Regions from separate parts of the Zea mays genome. Here all the other regions are linked to region 2. Evidence: chromatin contacts called from public Hi-C data. All regions are on one chromosome and are shown on one strand. Each heading gives the region's core, a stretch centred on a gene start, on an enhancer-like site or on the middle of the called end of the contact. The rest is flanking DNA. Distances are from core to core; before and after follow the strand shown.

Evidence for each region. Hi-C and Micro-C count contacts between places; a contact is called where the count stands out from the background.
Region 1: a Hi-C map of leaf shows a contact between it and region 2, with 5 times the contacts expected there. The contact joins the promoter of LOC100284289 here to the promoter of LOC100502224 in region 2. A contact is called at or near these places in 5 of 25 Hi-C or Micro-C datasets (ear, leaf and tassel).
Region 3: a Hi-C map of leaf shows a contact between it and region 2, with 5 times the contacts expected there. The contact joins the promoter of LOC100381930 here to the promoter of LOC100502224 in region 2. A contact is called at or near these places in 3 of 25 Hi-C or Micro-C datasets (all in leaf) and 1 of 3 datasets of contacts at active chromatin or transcription factors (leaf).
Region 4: a Hi-C map of leaf shows a contact between it and region 2, with 8 times the contacts expected there. The contact joins the enhancer-like site here to the promoter of LOC100502224 in region 2. A contact is called at or near these places in 2 of 25 Hi-C or Micro-C datasets (leaf and tassel).

Annotation. Positions count from the first base shown.
Region 1 is chr4:220,020,726-220,026,010 of Zm-B73-REFERENCE-NAM-5.0, forward strand. LOC100284289 (serine/threonine-protein kinase WNK4) reads right to left here and starts at 3,197. Exons shown (of 7, transcript NM_001398974.1): 1 at 2,943-3,197; 2 at 2,688-2,725; 3 at 2,266-2,496; 4 at 1,732-1,952; 5 at 1,474-1,631; 6 at 992-1,361; 7 at 439-895. The coding sequence starts at 3,047. The coding sequence ends at 663.
Region 2 is chr4:219,690,630-219,695,634 of Zm-B73-REFERENCE-NAM-5.0, forward strand. LOC100502224 reads right to left here and starts at 1,255. Exons shown (of 15, transcript NM_001363236.1): 1 at 987-1,255. The coding sequence starts at 1,089.
Region 3 is chr4:219,239,919-219,245,468 of Zm-B73-REFERENCE-NAM-5.0, forward strand. LOC100381930 (transcription factor LHW) reads left to right here and starts at 3,129. Exons shown (of 10, transcript XM_008681465.3): 1 at 3,129-3,819; 2 at 4,176-4,343; 3 at 4,433-4,514; 4 at 5,430-5,471. The coding sequence starts at 3,728.
Region 4 is chr4:219,960,725-219,965,980 of Zm-B73-REFERENCE-NAM-5.0, forward strand. No RefSeq gene overlaps it. Among protein-coding and RNA genes, the nearest start is that of LOC109945628, 30 kb to the left of the region's middle. Within about 2 kb of position 2,962, at least 14 of the 20 cell types and tissues checked have an H3K27ac peak or open chromatin away from gene starts, as enhancers often do. A contact at or near this core is called in leaf and tassel, where this site is marked.

The DNA.
Region 1 (5,285 bases), core at 1,947-4,446, 330 kb after region 2:
AGATGAACAGTAGCATCGTACTATTCACGCTGGATTATAATTGCTCTCTCGCGTCTTCACCTTCGAGCAAGCCGAATGTATTATTGTAATACGAATTATATTGACATTCATATATGCCTTATGGAATGTAAATATCAATGAATCAATAACTTGTATCTTTTATATCGATATCTGTATATATTAACCTATTAATGAGTAATGATATGATGAATGCATGTTTTCATGACCTTCGTCCGATGAACATTGGATCCAAGAAAAAACAATGCTTCGGAGGATGAATGTCCTTTATCCTTAACAATTGTCTTGTTTTTTATCCATAGCATTTGGTAACAAGTGAACAACAGACTTCTTGTAAAGCTAAGCTGCAAATCATGAAGTTGAGCAGTACCAAATAGACACATGGTAAGGCTTTTAAAAAAAACTGAAAAAAAGCAAGGATGGCTGTTACAGCATTCTTAATTTCTCTTATCTCTGAACCTCTTTCTAACAATACGAACCAAAAAAAATACGAAACATACCACTATTCTAATTAGGAATCATGCCCAAACTTTAACCAGCATCAGATAAAAGAAGATGTGCTTAGTCAGCAAGGCCTGGCGTTGCATTCGGGCATGATATATTTACATAAGGTGCAGAATAATGCATCAGCTACAAACATTGATTCAGATGCTTTTTCCATTCACGGATGCAGTGTTTTGCACTGCCTGAATCATCTGACCGACCTGAACACACGGCCTCCAACCACGAACAGTTTTGAGCAGGAACGCATCTACCAGCTTTGCCACAATAGGCATGCTCCAAGAAGGTAGTTCAAGCTCTTGCACCATCTCTGTAGCCACCAAAAGACTTGTATCATTCTCCAGGTCAAACGCGAACTCAATGTTCTTACATTTACCTGTACAAGACCAAAAGAATAAAAACGCAGCATCAGTGAATGGTACAAATCGAGATTTGTACAAACCAAAGATGATATTTTGATGCTTGCAGTTACCATTGGGGACAGGAATCCTTAGTAATAAATTAACAGGGTTGCTACCACTCATATCTCCTTCTAGTACGAATCCACCCCTTCGAAGCACTAGGCTGAAAGATCCCTTCCCATTATCAACGGTTCCATTTGGTAGCAAAGATATAAAAATTGGTGTGGCTTCAAGATCCAGATCCAAATTTGGCGGGAATGCTATAGGTTCTTGCACAGGATTAGAGGTTTTATCATTGATGATGATGTCATCTATCATGAGAAAAGGGCTCTTCAAGAGCTCACTTGCTGGCAATCTATCAGCAGCTGAAGCTAGGCAGCTCTCTATGAAACTCCTTACTTCTGCATCTTTGACCTTGGAGAGAGCAACTGGTTTTACACCCTGCAGTTATACCATTATTGCACCATTCATATAAAACAAAAAGGAACAATCTGGTTATTTTTTAGCGAACTCTTGAAGTAGACAAGTACTATCTAGGTGACAGGTCACTTACTTCAGATATCTTCTTGTATATCTGAACAAAGCCCTGACATTCACTGTAAGGGCACTCACCAGTCACCATCTCAAGCATGCACATGCCGAAAGAGTATATATCCACCAACTCGTTGTAGTTTTCACCAAACAGCTCTGGTGCCATGAACTCTAAGGTGCCTGTGTTTCAGGTTACATGTTACCGATAACCATATCAAGCTCACCACAGATCTCCTATGCTTCAGAAATATGTGGCAGCGTAGCCTGTAGAAAACCGTACCTTGTATACTCTGTGTTTTCCTCTGCTGCATCACCATTGCCAAACCGAAGTCTCCAATCTTAACTTTCCCATGGTTCCCATTGATGAAAATGTTGTCACACTTCAAGTCCCTGTGTATGATTGGTGGCTTCTGACTATGCAGATAGGCTAGCCCTGTCAGTATTTGTTTGGCCCATCGCCTCATTGCCTTCATGTCAACTTTCTTGTGCTTCGTACGGTACCTAACCACACCATAACATAGATCATGAAAGGGGATGGTGAAGCTAGCTACTTCTGTACAGCTGCTGTCCTTCTGAATGGAAAGGAAAAAAGAACCAACTTTGTATTTATTTTTGTCCCCTGAGAAGTGAAAACTAAAACTACCATTAGATTTTAAATTTGAAAAAAGAAAGAGTTGTTCAGATTTTGTTTGCCATTAGTAAATAACTGAACATTTACCTTGCCACAAAATAAGGTACTAGGCACAAATAATAAAAACAATCACACTCCATCGTAGCAGCACATATAGGGAGGGGTTATGTTATATTTACATACTCTCTCAAGTTGCCGGACGTGAAAAGCTCAGTGATTATATTGACCGCCCTCTTCTTGTTGTCGACCCATGAGGCGTAGAGCTTGAGAATGTGCTTGTGATGGAGCGACCGCAGCAGCTGGATCTCCGTCTTGAGCCGCTGGAGCTCCTTGGGGGATCCCATGGTCCGGCCGGTTATCTCCACTTTAGCCCATGCCACCTCGATGCCTTCGACCACGTCGAAACCTTTGTAGCTGCCAACCAAATCGATCACGTGAATCAACAAACACAAGCAAGAAGTTTTCACGTCATATTTTTAAAAAAACAAAAATAATCTGGTATTCAAGGTTGAATCTTTATGATTTCTCGAAAACTCAGCCTGAAATCCAGGAAACTAGTAATACTAATTACTGCATAAACTGCTGAGGAGAGGGAAGGGAGGTACACTGTCTTGAAGGCCCCTGATCCCACGACCTCCTTGTACTGCAATGCACGCACGAAACCGCTGAGATCAGGGAAAGATCTATAGTTTTCAGAATCAGACGAATAAACGCAGAAGCTCAGAATACAATCAAGATTCAACATTCAGGAAACTGAAAGCCCCCAGCGCCAACCCACCCGGCAACCCGACGAGACTTATCAACATGGCGGCATTAGCAGCAGAAGCGAAGGGACGGCGGTTGGGCGGCGCAGCACATACCCTGAAGTAGCGGCCAGTGGGGTCGACCTCGTCGACGTCGGGGTCGTCCACATCGTCGGGCGGCTCCGCCTGCTCGCCGCCGGACACATCCGGATCCGAAGCCATCGCGCCGGCGCGCTGCTCTGCCCGCGAGATCAGAAGTCGAGCCGGCGATGAATCGACGAGCCCTAGCAGGCTAAGGCGCTAACGCAGCGCGAAAGGCGGCGTGCGAACGCGAGTCTGGAGTTCCGGACTTTGAACTACCCTTGTGAGTTGTGACTCAAAATACAGTAAATACTCGTTCCAAGTTCCACGGGCACAGCGCCGCGGGTAGTTAGAACTTAGGAACGGGATCACGTGAGGCTGCATGTGGGCCCGGAGACATGGCGAGAATTACACCTGAGGATGGGCTATCGAATCGCACGAGGGCTGGAAACGAGTTGGTCTTGGCTCGAGTCGGCGTGGCTAGGTGACTTAGGGCCTGTTCGTTTCTGTTGGAAGGATTAATTCCAAATCTCCAAAACTTATAGTAGTTATTAAAGAAATCCAAGTCAGATTTATTCCACCTTCATTCCATGCGAAACAAACAGACCCTTAATAAATTTGGCTCGTCTATTCAATGACCTTTAGAACGAAGTTCGGCTCATGAGCTATACTTTGATAAATAATACTCTATTTATCTTAAAATATAATTCGTTTAAACTAATCATATATTCGTTAAATAACATATAAATGTAGGTTACATGTGTGTCTATATTTATTCTTATTTGATTGAATATGGACAGAAAAAAATGAACTAGAAAGAATTATATTTTGGACGGAGGGAGTATTACATATATAGTGACTTAATAGTATATAAATGTGAAAAATATAATTATCATTCATTATTATGAATAATCTAGATTATAAATTGTTATATTTTCATCATCAAAGGCTAATGAATGAGTTAGATATCTCTAATTTTTTTAATATTCAATACGTTGATTAATTTGGCATAGTTCGCGAGCCAACTCGTCTTGGCTCACTGGACTAACGAGCTTGAAAACCTGCATCGTCTCGCTTGAGGCTCGCGAGCCGCCTCAAGCCAAACTGAGCCAAGTCGGCCCAAGCTCGAGTTGGCTCGCCAGCCTCGAGCTTTTTTCCAGCCCTAATCCCACCAATACGGTGTACGCGGGCCATATTTTTTGATCCACAATAATCTATAAGTCGAATATAGGCCATAATTTTTATCTAAAATCTGACCCAAAATCAAAAAACTCGATCTAACCAAAAAATTTAACGCGTTTAGGCAGACACATGTCGACCCGACTCGACACAAGGCACGAGTCAAACACATGTCATGCCAAACAACTCACGATCTGGGAATTGATCATAGACCGTAGCTGTAACACCCCTGGTGTTACGAGAACTAAAACTTTGGCATGACATCATATGCATTAGTATTACATTATGTATGATACACCTAGGATGCATCCACTAGGCTATTTCAAAACCAACATGTGATGTGATGCTTGTGTGATGATCTGACTTGGTAAAAGGGATTCTTGACCCTAGGTTAGAATATCTCTCGTTAAGAATTAGAAACATGTGGCCTTGTAAGATGAGTACTAAAGGATGATCTTGACAAGTTGGTAGAAATGCTCAAGAAATATTATCTTGGAGAGCTTAAGTGCTACATGTATCCTAGAACACTCAAAACCCTAATCTGGAACCCTAAATAGTGCCCTATAGGGTGATTTCAGGTTCTATGCACTTTTAGTCAAAAGTGTATAAATCAAGATGATAGGGTAACAAAAGTTAAGCAACTTTCATGTTTGGGGATTTCCATATTTTGTGGTGAAACTTGGAGTAAATTGCAAAAAAGATCCATGAGCATCCTTGTTTTTTTTAAACTCTGAAAACAGTGTCAACAAGCCAACTTTAAGCCTCTGTATCTCTTGATCTATGAGGAGTTTGTTATGAGTCACCATAACAAAGATGTAGAGCTACTATAGTAGTACAAATTTGTGTAAGGAACCTAGCCCTAAAATTGTTTGGAGCTTAGTGTAAAACGTCTCCCAACTTGTGTTGTCATACTAGGGTAACACTGAAACTGAGAAACCAGTGACATTTCTCCAAGTTGGGAGCTAATTCGTGCCTGATTCATGGGGTTAAAGACTATGATCATTATAGCAAAGTTGTAGGTCTTGCATTGGAGATCAAATTCTTTATACCGAGTTGGACCTAGTGTTGTACAGAAATTAGAGTAAAACACCCCCAAAGTCGGGCTGTCAGGCGATTTCAAAATGGCATTCAGTATGTACAGTAAACTAAAAAGATCTCGGATTCATAGAACCTGCTGCCAGTGATCCCCGCGTCGCGATC
Region 2 (5,005 bases), core at 5-2,504:
CATCGTTTGAGTGGTTACTAAAGCTAAGCTAAAATTCTCTGAAGCATCGTAACATAAAACTTTTGCATGCATTCATAACACATTCTGTAGCTTGAAGAGCAATTCCCTAGACCTCACACTATAGGTAAATAACATAGAAATGTGTGACACAAACTCATCTTCAACCCCCGAGTCCGGGAAAATTTCAAAATGTGGCACCTGGGTGATTATGGCTTGGAAATTTACATACAAACTGTACCTCACCTCAGAGTAGAATGAACATCACTATCTTTTCAAGTTTATCCAATCGCTAATGCCAATACCTCTGCTTCATACTCGGCACGTTTTAATAACCACCAAAACATCTATCGTTTGCATCGGACCATCCAGAAGCACTCTAGCCACAATGAAATCTCACAAAGAGAGTCTAAGGAAACCCTAGATTAACACTTCCCATCTCCAGCAGTTTCATAAACAATGCATGCAGAAGTTTCTAAAATGAAATTAAGGATCCTAAACTTCGGATTTTCAGGATCTCAAGCAAATCCAGCAAGCCTTCTTAGTAACTGTAACCGAAAAGCAGCAGCAGTAGTAGTATTAACTAAATAGAATGCAGGCAGAAAAGCAGTAGCCAACTTTCAAAAAAATGCCACGTAACAGGCATTACAGGTCACTACAGAATAGATTCAGGAGCTATCAGATGGTGTGACTACAAGCGCTAGCTTCCCGGTCAACAAAAGGTCTCTAGTTTGTAACGCATGAGCCATCAAATCACATCGCAATCCCAGCATTTACAGAAGCAAGCTACACAAATTTTCTCGCACCTATGCTGTGTCCATCAGATAGACACGAAATGGCAAGGTTGTAGTCGCTAACGAACCAATCGTATCCCTCGTCTGGGCGATGCTGCGGAACATTTGTGTTGTATGTGTGGGTGGGGGTGGCAAAACCAATTCGGTCGCAAATGAGGCACGGAAGCAGAGAGGGACAGAGGGGGACGTGCTCACGCGTGAGGAAGTAGGAGACGGCGAAGATGCAGAGCGCCCACCAGACGGTGCGCAGCTTTGCCTCCTCGATCAGATCGTCGACGCTCTCCATCCTCTTCCGCATCTCGGCCTGCGCGCGCGCCACGGCGCGGCCCGGCCCGTGGGAGGCGGCGAGGGATCCGGTGGGACCGATTAACGGATGCGGAATCCCCGTAACGAGCTCCGCCTTCGCCGGAGAAGAAGGCCGTGCCGGGCGGTGCCGGCGGCGACTCGCCTCCACGGCGATTTTTATTTCTGGGTTATTTTGTCTTTTTTTGGAGTTTTCTTAGGATTTGTAGAAACGTGCCCGGGGTCTCGAACCAGCCTGTGTGCTCTGTTGTGAGGCCCACCTAGCGAATGCGTGTAGCCGAATGCCATGTGGGTCCATATAGCCACGCTCCACGCTGACGAGTGGGGCATTTATGCGATGGTTCCACACTTCCACCGTTCCACTGGGAGAAATTTGGATTCCTGTCGTAATTTAGAATTCGCTCAAATATCATTATAAAAACATGTTTCGTATAGAGACCAGTAATTTAGAATTCGCTCAAATATCATTATAAAAACATGTTTCGTATAGAGACCATTATCAATCGTATGGTTACAGATAAAATATTGTTTAGAGAGTTATTTGAAACTTCACCTTATTTTACTAAACTGATCAGATGCTTGTGCCCCTGGCCATAATGGTCATAATGGTCGTCGCTCAACTCATTTTAGTGCAGGCTGCCACTCCCAACTTGCCCCTCTCTCTTCTCATTCTCACCTCGCTTCTCTGCTGGACTAGGGATGGCAATGGAGAATTCGCCGCTGGGGAATAGCTTCCCATCCCCATCCCCGTGATAAAAAAAAAATCATAGGGATCCCCACGAACGCTTGCGAGGAATATTTCTTCTTCATCCTCGTTCCTTGCGAGGATAAATCCCCCACGGGGATCTCCATCCCCATATAAATTATAATTAGGAAATACGTTCTTTGTTATTAATGTAAAATATTGTCACTTATACAAATTGTCAGATATAAGAAATCATTATTCATACATCAAAATGAACACATTTATACAATTAGTGGTCTTTTGACAAAGAAATTATTTATTTTTATCGTTAACTAGTACACGAAAAAACCATCACATGCAAGTTTAACGGGTCCCAGCGGAAAATGGGGATGGGGAATGCTTCCCCGTCCCATCCCCGTTTAGCTGTCGGGTATGAATATTCCCCATTTATATCCCCACGGGGAAGTTTCTTCCCCGTTCCCATCCCCTAATGGAGTAATTCCCCATGTGGGATCGGAGATCGGGTCCCCATTACCATCTCTAGCTTGGACTGAGAGGCGGCGCCTGATATCCCTGTGGTGGCGGTGCCCGGCTCCCAGCGGCCTCCACTGGCGGCGCCTGGATCTCGACTTGCACCGGCGACGGGCCAGCTCACCTCGGCATTCCACCGGCGGCGCCCAGTTTGAGACTCCCAGTTCCATTGATACGCACAGCCACGCCCAGTTCTCTACAGCGTGTCTAAGTTGTCTTGTACAGTAGGATTAATTCAGCAAATCGCACAGCTAGACTGCCAATTTGTTCTTGCCCTTTGATTAATTCAGCAAATTGCACGACACCCTATAACCCTAAGTTCTCTTGTACAGTAGGAGGAAGTGGGTAGATGGAATACAACTGGAATGATATTATGTACGTGTATCGTTCTACATTTACTAACTTTTCTACAAATCATGTTGAGTAATATTGACAATAGCAGTAGTGTAATTCATTTTTATGTTTTATTTCCAGCCTTGACGATGAGCCCTCGCATGGTAGTACATCGTAGTGTCACACCCGGTTTTAGAAGGTAAACCGAATGCGAACCATGTACGTGCCAGGATCAGCAATTCATGTACACAGCAGTTACATAACTGGACATCATCACACAGTGCTAAAATCATAACATAAAAGGGTAATTATAGTTGATTACATCATATGTCTAAGATATCCACATAGTCTTTACAATAATCAAAGTGCGGAAAAGAAACGTAGATACACGCGGCCTTCACAGGCAGCCAACTGGGGGTTGCCGCTAACCCACGCCTAGAACTCGTCGTAATCTTGGAACTCCTGGAAGTCTCCTTCCACGGCTTCATCTTCTCCTGAGCAGTGGTTGCAATGTGGACAACCTGGGGAAGGGGGTTTGGTGTATAGAGCAAGGGTGAGTACACATCAACATACTCAGCAAATATCATGTTTGGCTGTAGTGGACTAGCTTTATGTGGGGATAAGTCAAGCAGTTGCTTTTAGTTGGTCAGATTATTATTACTAGTAGAGAAAGCCAAGTTTTAGAATTAACCCACGTTATTAACCCAAACGTACCCTTTCCAAACGGAAAGAGTACCACTTACCATTACCATAGTTAATGCCACACCATCATTCTCATTGCCACCTGTAATCCGAACATCTCTGACCAAGTATCACTAATCAATGGAGCTCCCTTGGTCGTTCATAACCGTGAGAACGGCTGATATATCAGTTTTCAAACACTCTGCAGAGGTTGCGCACTTTACCCACAAGCTGTGATTCCCTTTCTGCCTGGAGATCATGACTCTCCATTGATCACTACCAAGGTGACCCAGCAGGGTATCACTACGTAGCATTTACAAAGATTCTCCGGGGTTGTAGCCGCCCGTTAGGTTTCCTAAATGCACCGCACTCCTCCCCAAGGGGCGAACCAAACTTGACGGAGCAAGCCGCATACACCGAGCCCCATTAACGGCATGACGGCTAAGCGAACTACACCCCGGGTCCTCTAATTATTCAGCTAAGGGCGTCCCACTCCACCCTCATGGTTGCACTGTTTTCCCGGGCGGTCATCCAACGAACAGGTCCTTACGGAGAGGCACTCGAGAAACCGCTCGAGCCCCCTTAAATGCCACAAGTATAACATCATAATAAAGGAGGGAAACAACGTATCATTGATAGATCTCATCATGTTCATTGATTAATGTTAAGCACTAGCATAAAGCTAAACCATAATAATCCAACCCAAATAGGTAAACAAGGACATGGATAACAAAAGCTAGTCAATCCTTAGGTATAACTGTGTAAATGCGGGAAGTGAATTATAGAATTGTATAGGACAAAGATAGGTCAAGGGACACTTGCCTCCACCAACCAGCTGCTGCTCAGGGGCTTCTCCTGCGAGTTCTTTGGACTCCTCAACCGGACCGTTCTCTATGCGAGCGCAAACATACATCCATCCATTTGAATTAGGAAGTAAACAGTACACCATACAAGAGAGCAGATAAACTGAATATGCATAAGATATGACATACGATATTGCATTCGCCATGGCTAGAAAGAGAAGAAGGAAGGTCTCGTAGTGGTTAAAGCTATAATCGAAGCGTATTACGGGTAGATGCATAATTAATCATTACGTGATCTAGTTACACCTCGTTACACTAACAAGTGTTAATCACATGCACTGATAGAATTATAACTATTTCCAATTGGTTGACATTAAACTAAGTCGATAATTAACTGCATGAAATAACTAACGTAATCAATTTCTGAGTTGAGTTTCCATTTCATTAATATAAATAACGTGATCACTACGCATAGAATACATGGGGAGGGGTAGACGGGTGGCTAGGGGTAGACGGGCACGTCTAGGGGTAGATGAGCACGTCGCGAACGTGGCGAAGTGCTACGCGTCGCGCCGAGGGCACGGCGAGCCGCGTCAAAGCGTCGTGCGCACCACGCGAGCACGCGCGCGCGCAAGGCCGCGCTGACACGCCGTGAACGAATCGCGCGCATGCTGGGGCCGAGCCACGCACGCGTCGCGCTGCGCGCCGCGAGCAGGCAGCGGGGCCACGCCGGGACCGAACGCGAGGGGCCGCGCGCTGGCCGAGCTCAAGGCCGTGCGCCATAGGCACACTGGGCCGAGCTCAAGGACGCGTAGGGGCGGGCATGTCGTGGCCGCGCCGGGCAGGGGCAGGGCACGCTGGGGCGGGGAACCGCGCCG
Region 3 (5,550 bases), core at 1,879-4,378, 450 kb before region 2:
GATTGGATTTGGTCATCTTCTCTAGCATTAAACAATGAAATGCAACACGTTCCTGCTAACGGCCTAATTCCAAACACGGTGCACATTATTCTTAATCATACATATATCAATCGCTTTCGGCAGCTATCTTGAAATAAAGTGGCGGCATATATATTTTTTTTGCGTGTGTGTGTCCATAGAGCTTTTTAGGTATGTGACTAAACATCGAAGCAACACACAAAAAAAAACTGGGTTGCTTTCAAACATGACTTAAACAGCGAAGCAACGTAAAAAAAGATTCAAGCTGCTGGGACATAACATGTGTTGGACTGGTCAAGGAACACAGCAACAATTAGGATATAACATCATATCATACCTGAAAGGGATACATCTGCATTTGCTCCCTTTAGTTAAAGGATTAGATGACATGAGCAGAACTAATCTCTTCTCCACAACCATTACCTAGCATAGTGGGTATACAAGCAAGGAGGGAGGGAGAGAAAGGACATTTCAGCGGCAGATGGGGACCAAACGGAAAGTGAGCAAGATCAAACGACAAAGATCTGGTTTAGCAAAAGCTGGATTCTAGTGGTAAAAGCATGGATTGACGTGTGCGTGTCGCCAGTTTGATTGCTCTGCTAGCTAGTCAAGGGTCTCTAACCGCTGCAAGCATTAAGTCCAGCGAGATAAAAGTGGATAACTTAGAGCAAATCCAAAAAATTAGATAAAAAGATTAGCTAAATTTAATGATTTAGCTACTCTCTAAAATAGATTTTAGAGAAAAAATATAGGCTAATCCAACAGACTCAGTAAAACATACGGACTGAATAGAGAGTGAAGCAAACTATCTAAAAATGGAGAGCGAACGTAGAGGGATAGAGAGCCACTAAATTTGAAGAGTCATTTACAGAGTCTATTGAATACACCTTTCTTCTAATATTAGCTAAATTTACCTTTATAATACTTATTCTCTTGGTGTTGCTCTTAGACCCTGTTTAGAAGCACCCATTTTTTAACAAACTGGTTTATATATAGAAATTGAGGTGGTTTCAAACATACCAATTTATGAATCAGTTTATAGAAATTAGATTCTTAGTTTCTTAAATATAAAAAGCTAGCCTCTCTTGACTAAAAGATAAAAAGAACTGAGTTGCTTCCAAACATAGTCTTAGTTTAATCATCAGGAAAAGTGCTGGTCTCGAACTGGAATGCAGAAATCCCTGAAACACATAGATCGATTTAAATGGAAGAAAGCTATCATTATATTGTAATTAACCTCTGGCCATATTTATTAGGTTCTAATCAAATGATCACCATGCATAGCCTCAATTACTCGCTAAATGGAGTACAACTTTGCTGGAAAAAGTCTCCAATCTAGCTAGCTAGCACAGGCGCAGCATTGGCCGTCTGAATGGCTTATCTATACACTTTATTACTTTCCCTCGCGCCCTTTATGCAAGGAAAACTATACTATACTACAGTATTTTATTTGTTAAAAATCTAAACTGTCCCCCCCCCCCCCCACCCCACCCCACCCGAGCCCCTCAAAAGCATACACGACCGCATGATTTGCACTCCAAGAAGGCCTTTTTCTGAAGGTCCATGTAACCATCATTGCTAATGCTCCACGGTATGATCAGGGTGTAGGCCAGGACGCGTACAAGTATGCAGCAACTAGCAATACTCTAGTTTTCTGCTCCTGACACATGTCATATATTCCCAATTGCGCTGCTCCTTTTCTTTTCTTCTTTATATTATCCAGGTATTTGTCTTGTTTGGAGCAATGCAACTTTTGGCAGTTGTGTACTACTACTGGTACTATAATAAAGCTTTGGTGACAGGTGGAAATTAAAATGACAAATAGCATTGCAGATAAATTAACGTGACGTTTGGTTCCCTATGGATTTAATTTTGATAAGTTCCATACCGCATAAAAACTAATACAAATCTCATTATCAGCTTAAGTTAAGCCCCCCCCCCTTTTGGCAACAATATTTTTTATGACCATGGTTTTATAAAATATTATACTTACAATTGCTATGCCAATACTGTAGTTTTTGTCATCTCCCAAATACCATGGTTTTTGAGAAACGATGTTTGGATACAGCGTTGTAAACCATGGTATTATTGTGCAAAAGCTAGCCATGCCATAAAAACTTTATGTTGGAGTGAAGTTTTTTTTCAATACTCCAAAAATATCATGATAGCTAGAATACCATGGATTTGGAAATATAGTTTCATGAATTTATTCTTATGACACAAAATATTATGGTATCACTAAAAACGACGATTTTGTCTAGAAACTATAAAGATGCTTTACTTCCAAACAGACCTAGAGATTGTGAGGGCCTGGCACAATATCGAATACAAAAATTTAGGAGTTGTTTAGGTAATTATGAGATTCTAGAATAAGGCATGAACCCTAAATCAGCAACGACGACGACAGCGATCTTGTTTTTCCGGCCGTGTTTATTCTTGTTTGTTTACTGCTACGGTGATACTGGTGCCTTGGGTTAATGTAAAGACAAAAGGATGGCAAAAAGTGAAAGTAGCTAATATGCAACCGGCGTGTGGCAACTCCAAAATCTAGGACGAATAAGTGCGCAACTGTTAATTTATGGACTCCTCATAAACAAAGGCATCTTTTGGTCTAGAAATGATTAAATTTATGGACTCTACTTAATGATTATTTGTCAAACTAGTCCATCAAGCCGTGTTCTTCTTATAGGACCAATAATTTTAAGAGACATACTTTACAAGTTTGTGAAAAAAAATCGGTACCACTACCTTTGTTCTTAAATATTTGTTGCACCTTAGTTTATTTTTAACTAAACTACGACAAATAAAAAAACGGAGAGGCAGTATAATTTAAATTGTTTAGGATATCATTTAGAAACTCTATTTTACTTTAAAACATTATGATAACTCTTTTACCTGTGAAACAAGAGACATTTTAATGTATAGCCATGTGCCCGGAGCCCGGAGACAAAAAAAAAGACTGGTCATCACAACATGGATTTGGTACAAATAAAACTATAAAGCATCATCTAAAGTAATTCTCCATTTTGCCCTTTGTGGAAGGAATGATGGCTGTCTCGGGAGCCGCGAAGGCAAGGGAAAAAAAAAAGAGGGAAAAGGAAAAGGAAGGCAAGTAAACAAAGCAGCAATGCGGACGAAAGCGAGCGAGACACACACAACACAACAGTGACGCTAGCTCTCAAGCAAATAGAGGCAGCAGAGCAGACCATAGAGAGTGGAGATCAGCCAGCAGCAGCAGCAGCAAGGCTGAGCCGCCGCCCCCACGAGTGGAGTGGAGGCAGCAGCCAGCGACAAGGCTGAATCCGGGAGGTCCGCGCGCCGCAGCCGTGGCTGCCATCGCAGGCGCCGCCGCCGCCGCCGCTTGTGAGAGGCGCTCGTCTTGTATTCACGAGGAGGGCGACGACACCCCCTCGGCAAAGGAGCTGGCCACTGGCCCCGCCCTGTGATGGCTGCTGCCCGTGCCCCGGCGGCGAGGGGACGCGTAGGTGCTCCGGAGGCGGCAGCTGCGTGGAGGGGCGGCGGTCTCCGCGCGAAGCAGGCCGGGCGCGCCAGCTGCCGCGGCGCGTAGACCGAGCGACTGGACGCCGTCTCTCTCTCTCTCTCTCTCGCAATCCGAGTCGGGGGCTCGGGGCTAGGGTTTTGGCGCTGAGGGCGCCGGGGTTCTAGCGGAGCGGCTGGAGGAAGAGGGGAGGGGGCGGGGGGCACGGAGATGGCGGTCGGGGACGCGCTGCGACGGCTGTGCGAGGAGATCGGGTGGTCCTACGCCGTCTTCTGGAAGGCCATCGGTGCTGCAGACCCCGTGTAAGCTGCCGCCTCCACTGTTTCCTCAGATTTTCTTTGGTTTTTTTGTGTTCGAGCTCGTCCTCCCGCTGAATCTTACAAAAAATCTAAGACTTCTGCCATTGTGCTCATTTTTCTTCGCTGGTATCCTGCTCGTTCTCGTAACAAAAGTTATTTTTTGGTCTTTGTGCTCATTCAACCATTCTTTTTCCAACCGTCAAGTTTTCGTTGCTAATCTGTTCTGAAAATTCGCTCGAAGTTTCGAAGATGGGAATATCTGAGCTAAAAAAGCCGAACAATTTCCTCCAAATTTCATACTCCTCATCGCCTCATGGTTATGGTTCCTCTGTCTCATTTCCCCCCCTGGAAATGCACAGGCATTTGGTGCAGGAGGACGGCTACTGTGGCCACACGTCATGTCCTGTCGGATCTGAGCCTTCCGAATCTCTGCCCAGCGACGCCGGGTGCTCTGTTCCTGCTGCTAACACCATCTGCTCGCTTGTTCACAGCGTTATGGCGTCGCAGGTCCATGTCGTCGGACAAGGGTAAGCAAAAGCAGCCGCAGCGATTTCTTGGTTTGGCCATCGTCTCTCTTGTTTAGAACGCGATGCGCCTGTGTTTTTTGTTTTGGCAGGACCGTAGGCCGTGCTGCGTTCAGTGGCAACCACCAATGGATCGTCCGCGGTACCGCCAATGGTCACGGGCTCTCCTCCGAGGTACGGCCAGTACTGCTGAGTGCTGAGTGCTTCTCCTCTTCTGAGAATTCTCCAGCGAAATAAATGCGAACCCAATTTCAGTTTTGTCTGGTTCCATTGTGCTGCTGCCACCTCATTTAAAGCACTGTGGGTATAGCCTTCTTCAGTCCTTCAACTTTTGTCAGCTAGCGAGCTGCTTTAATTCTGGTCCGCTCACACTAGACCAAAAATAGTGGCAAGTGACGCAAGCATCTGTTCTAAATATATCTCCAAATAAGCTTATCCTAAAAATATATCCAAAGATCTATCTTATTGTATTACATATAAACTATGAATATTAATATTTTCTAATACTCCCTCCATCCCAAAATAGTAGTTGTTTTAGCTCTAGATTTTTATGTCTACGTTCATATGGATGATTATTAATATAGACATATATATAGAACATACATTGATTATTGTATGAATCCGATAAAAAGGTAAAACGAATTTTAATTTGGGACGGAGGGAGTATATGGGGGTGTTTGGTTTTAGAGACTAATTTTTAGTCCCTCTAATTTATTCCACTTTAGTCACTAAATTGTGAAATATGGAAACTAAAATAGAGTTATAGTTTCCATATTTTGCAATTTATAGACTAAAGTGGAATAAAATAGAGGGACTAAAAATTAGTCCCTAGTAACCAAACACTACCTATATTTAGCTAAAGTTAAAAATGGTTGGCTCTTCAAAAAGAACATTAACTATTTTGAGATTGAGGGAGTATGAATGCGAAAAAAAATAAGAGGGTGAAGATCTTACACCATGTTTGTCTTTTGACTAAACCAAGTCGCTTTTGTAAACATCTTGATCTTTTAACTATCTTCTGTCCAATTGGGTTTTGTGTTTACGTAACCTGGTTGTCAAGATTTTACACTAAGTTTTCCAATTTTATAGGTTGCTGCGGAGATGAACAATCAGTTCAGAGTTGGCATTCAGGTGGGTTGGACTGAGAATTGGAAATGTTAAAAAGTATATAGTCACCATTTGCTTCTGGACCTCATTCTAAACTTCTTGC
Region 4 (5,256 bases), core at 1,712-4,211, 270 kb after region 2:
CCAAATTTGGATCAATATTATTTAAGTTATGCTTTTTCTAAGTCTGCTGTATATTAAAATGAATTAGAAATTCAAAAATGGAAAAGAAAAGCACTCTTGCGCTCGGTCCCTGGCGTAAACTTCCCTGGTTCCTTAGAAACGAGTCATCGGGTTACTATTCATATAAGTCACTGACATTGTGGAAACCCTCTTAAGCTTGTGAACTATCCAACTCGCACTCCTAACCTCATCGAAATAGTGACCGCGACGGAAAAAAGGGCAGCGTGGCATACCGGCGGCGGTCTAGCTCCGGTGAAGTGTCCTCGGAGATCGGGGAGGTTCCGACGAACACGTCGATGGGTTGATGATGGTCGGTGGTGGTCGGAGTCATCCTGGCCACGCGCGGGGGCGGACGAGGTCGGCGGCGGCGAGGGGCTTGGCCTGTACTACACTAGCTTTTGTTAATTTTGTGTAGGAAGGACCATAATTATTTTGACACCAAACTCATATGGAAACTTCCAGTAGTCAGTAGGAAGCTACTGTAATTTTTGTAGAATTTTTAGGATTTTCTAGACAGTTGTTGCAGTTCAAACCACCGTATAAGTTAATTAAAAGAGAACTAAAGGATAACTAAGAATCATAGGGCTAATTTATGTCAAACTTAAGTAGACCCATATTGACCTTTCAATTCAGTTAGCCAAGTTTTAATCATCCTCTTAATTCCACAAAAAGCCTACACTAATGCTTCCTTTGCAAACATCTTTCGTAGAATTAAGTAACTTAGGTGCTGTTTGGTTCAAAAAATGTAACGCAAATGTAATGGTAATGGTTTCGGCTCGATTACTGACGGTAACAAATTTGAATTGGCTGGTATCAAATTATAGTGTGGTATCTGATTACGGTTGGACTAAAACAAACATGATTTAACGTTATCCGTTACCCATTACGTTACAAATATGTGAACCAAACGGCACCTTAATTCTTTATTGATGTATTTCGTTGTTTATGCCAAGAACCATACTAAAGTAGCATTTTTAGTACCAGATCAAACAAGCGGGACTAAAGGTTATCGGTTGGGAATCCGATACTGTAGCCTGTTCCCAATAGATGGTACTTTCTCTAGCAGTGAGGGCTTCAACAACAAATTCATATCTAAGGGAAAGAGTTTGCTCTTGATTTCTTTGTTGGGGAGACTAGGGACGGTGAGTACATGCCATTTCTAACCTCTATTGAAGGTTTAGCGCTAGATTACTTGAATAATTAGGTTCTTCCTTTTCTCTTATTTTGCATGCATGGTGCTTGAGGCAACTACAAAATAAAGCTAGATAAAACCTTTGGAAGGTCTTAGGTCGAATATGATCCTACCGTTGTTTAGTGGCCATGTCTTGATTGGTATGATTTGTTATTTACGCCCTGTTTGGATCATTAGAATTAAATTTCATCCTAATAATAGTAATTTAGACATATATCAATTAAGCTAATTCGGTTTTATGAAAAATATATTTGTATAGTATTATTAGCAAGATATTGGAGATATTTATGTGCTATATTTTTACTATAGAGAAGTGAGACGAAAAGTGTCAGGTAAGTTACAGAGTAGAACAAATTCTACTAATACATAAAATCATTTTCAATCCCCCATCCCATGAATTTGAGATAGGCTTAAATCTGAACTTCAGAAAGTAGTGGAATGTAAAATTCTAAACTAAATAAGTTATTTTATTGAGTGAATTTAAATTCATCTAAAATGAAGGGATCCAAACGTCATGTTAGGTTTTTTTTAATAGTGATACTTTGGATCCATGATTAGATCTAGAGCTAGAATCATTTTGTTAGCCAATCTGTTTAGTTTGATTTCGGAAGGGGTTAAGTTCACATCAATAATGGGTTGACAATTATAAATATCTGTCAGTACTTTCTTTCAGTGTGGTGATCACAATGATTAGAGTACAAATCGGTGCATTGTTTCCATAATAAATTGTAGAAGTGAAAATAGGGGAGAGCTTTATCGTGACCAATCCTTTTTTTTATTTCGCTTATGCTTTTTTACAGCAGCAGCCGCAGGTGCGACACGGATCGATCAACGTACACAGAGCCACATGCTTAGTTAATTATGATAGGGCCGGGACTAAGTATGTGCGAGTAGCGCGTTTGTACAGGATCTCCAAAAATTAAAGGACCTAAAAGTTAGCAGATTTATTCTAGTTTTATAATTTTGTATAACACATGTTAATATGTAGTATCTATTTTTCTCCCGACCCTGCCGATGCGTCGAAGCGAAACTGTCGAGGGTTGAACCAAAAAATGAATCTTCATAGGATCCTAATACGTCTGCTCACGACAACGAAGTTTCTTTAAAGTAAAGCTACTAAATTCATATTTGTATTCTACTAGGACACAATAAAGACTATTATTTAGCCATAATAGCACTCGAGAGTGAAGGCTTAGGAAGATCGAATATAATCATATTGTAGAAATTTTTTTAAACCATACCAAAAGAACGATGTTATTCAAATAAAATAGATATGTTTTTTATGTGCTATTACAATATATATTATTATAAGTTGTAGATTGTTGGACAGCGTTCAGCACTACACTCGTATGGTCGTCTAAAATACTCTGTAGACTATACTATTCGTAAAGTGAAATTTGCATATAGGTATGTTCCTGGATAGATAGCCTTATTAATTATTTTTAATAAAAATATAGATACTATTAGTTTTGGCACAGTGCCTCAAATTTATTCGAACGGGCCCTGCTATGAAAAAAAAAACTGTCCATTCTTCGCTTTTGCATACCAATGGATCATCGGATGCATATCACAGATCGCACTAGTGAACCAACCATGTCGAACTTTTCGCCCCCCAATCACGTGGAAATCGAGAAAGCAACGTGAATGATTGTCCCCTGTTCTTATCAACAGCCGACAAGGACAGTCGGACATGTCACAGCAGTGTCACTCTCATGACATTGCCCTTACTGTATTGATTGATGGCGTGTGCCACAGTTGGGCAATTTTTTCCTTAGATCTTTGACAGTAGAATAGTAGATACGTACGGTTCAGACTTCAGAAGCACCAGGAACGTGCAAGTCGAGAAAGCGACTCATGTCCCTGGATTAGAGATGGTAATTAGTACCCTAAACTACTCGATAGATATTTACTATATATTAAGATGGGTATATAAGCTAAATGTTCTACCACTAAATTTTTTATTAGGCAAAACCTTCACCTAATGATTAAACAAGCATTAGAACGTTCCACCCTCACCCATACTTGTTAACTTGTGGATATAAAATACCCGATATAAACTTAGCCCAAAAGCATGAACTTTGGCTTTAGTTATCCATCTTTTTTCACTATTTAACAACCTTTGGAACGATAATATCATATAAGGCTTAACAATTATTTAATGACCATGTAATAAAACATATAATGTGTTACATAGTTTATTCTAGTGTTGCTACTTTATTCAATTATCTATGATATTCTTGAATAGATGATTGAATGATGCTAGAAATTTTATAATCATATTTAGATGGATATACTTGACATTTGTATAATGTAGATGTTTAATCTTTGTGGGTACGGGTGACCCGAGGGGTGACTCATAACCACATGAGTATAGGTATAGATGTCAATCCATACATACAAGAAGATATAAGTGACCCGACGGAGCTATTTTTCGTCGTTGGTATGAGTATGAGATAGTAATATCTGACGGGTATTTACTCAATGCTATCTCTACTCTGGATTGGATTGCATTGGACGCGACAAATGCTAATCGATTATTTTTAATGACTAGAGCACTATATATATAGTGAGTTATTTTTGAAAAACGAGTGAGAGGCACGAGATTTAATTGGTCACAAATTAGATGTTTTGAATAACTTATTGCCACATATTTCTAATGTTGTGCTAGAATAAAGAGAGGATGAAGTTCGCTAGACTTTATATCCGAATGGATAGTGCTCAGTGAAATCTCACTATTTGGCCTTGATCTGTAGTGACGTATCTAATATAATAAATAAGAAAATAAGGAAAATGAGAACACCCCTAAAGATTAAGATGTTTCTATGGTACTTAATTAAAAGTGTTATTTTAACTAAAGACAATCTAGCTAACCGAAATTGGCAAGGCAGTAAACAATATTGTTTTTGTCACAAAATCGAGACAATTAATCATTTATGTTGGGGGTCTTCTTCTCCACCGAAGATCATCAAGAGAAAGGTATCGCTGACAAAGTGATGTTGAGGATCCTCTCTGCCGAAGGTCCTCAAGACGAAGATACTATCTGAGAACCATAATGACGAATATCGAAGCTTCTAACCGAAGGACGACAACTTTGGCTTAAGATGATGACGAAGGTCAAGCATGGTGCTGAACCGAAAAGAAAAAGACCAGTTAATCCCTGATGATTTATGTTACGGTTATGCATACAAATTAAGGTCATAAATGTATTTTCACCCGAGCTGCGTCCCGTGCCTATTAATAGGTGAACAGTACCTTCGTACTGTTCACGCTGGATTGAATTGCTCTCGCGTCAACACCTTCGAGCAAGCCGAAGGTATTAATGTGATATAAATTTTGTTAATGTTCATGGGTATATTACAAAATACATATATGTATGAATGATTAGATTACATATATCATATAGATATGGACTATTATTTTCTTAAATCACGAAGGCATGTCCTTCGTGACCTTCGTCTGAAGATCATTATAACCAGGACGAGATAATGATTCGGAGGACAAAGGTCCTTAATCTTTAACAATCGTGTTGCCCTGTTCTTTATTCACAGCATTTGAGAACAAGTGAATAACATTGGCGCCCACCTCTAGTGAACTCACTTCCACGACCACGACAATGGCTTCGCAAGGTGACCAAGTTGTGACGACACCTTTGGCTACGAAGCTGGTGCTTCCAATCATAGGCGGCTCAAGCTCTGAACCAGCCAATAAGAAACAAAAGAAGGAAGCGCAAAGAAGGGTACAACATGTTTGAGTGCAAGGACCCTTCATAAAATCCAAGTGGTCTCATGTACCAATCACATTCTCACAGGAAGACCTTCAGCTCAAGGACTACCCACATAATGATGCAATGGTCATATCTAGCATTATCAAAGGGTTTCAAGTTCACAATGTCCTTGTAGACATAGGCAGTGCAACAGATATCATCTTCACAAAAGCCGTCAGGCAGATGCAGGAGCAGGATGACAAGATACATGATGCAACACACCCCTTGTGTGGTTTCAGAGGGAGGCAGATAGTGGCACTTG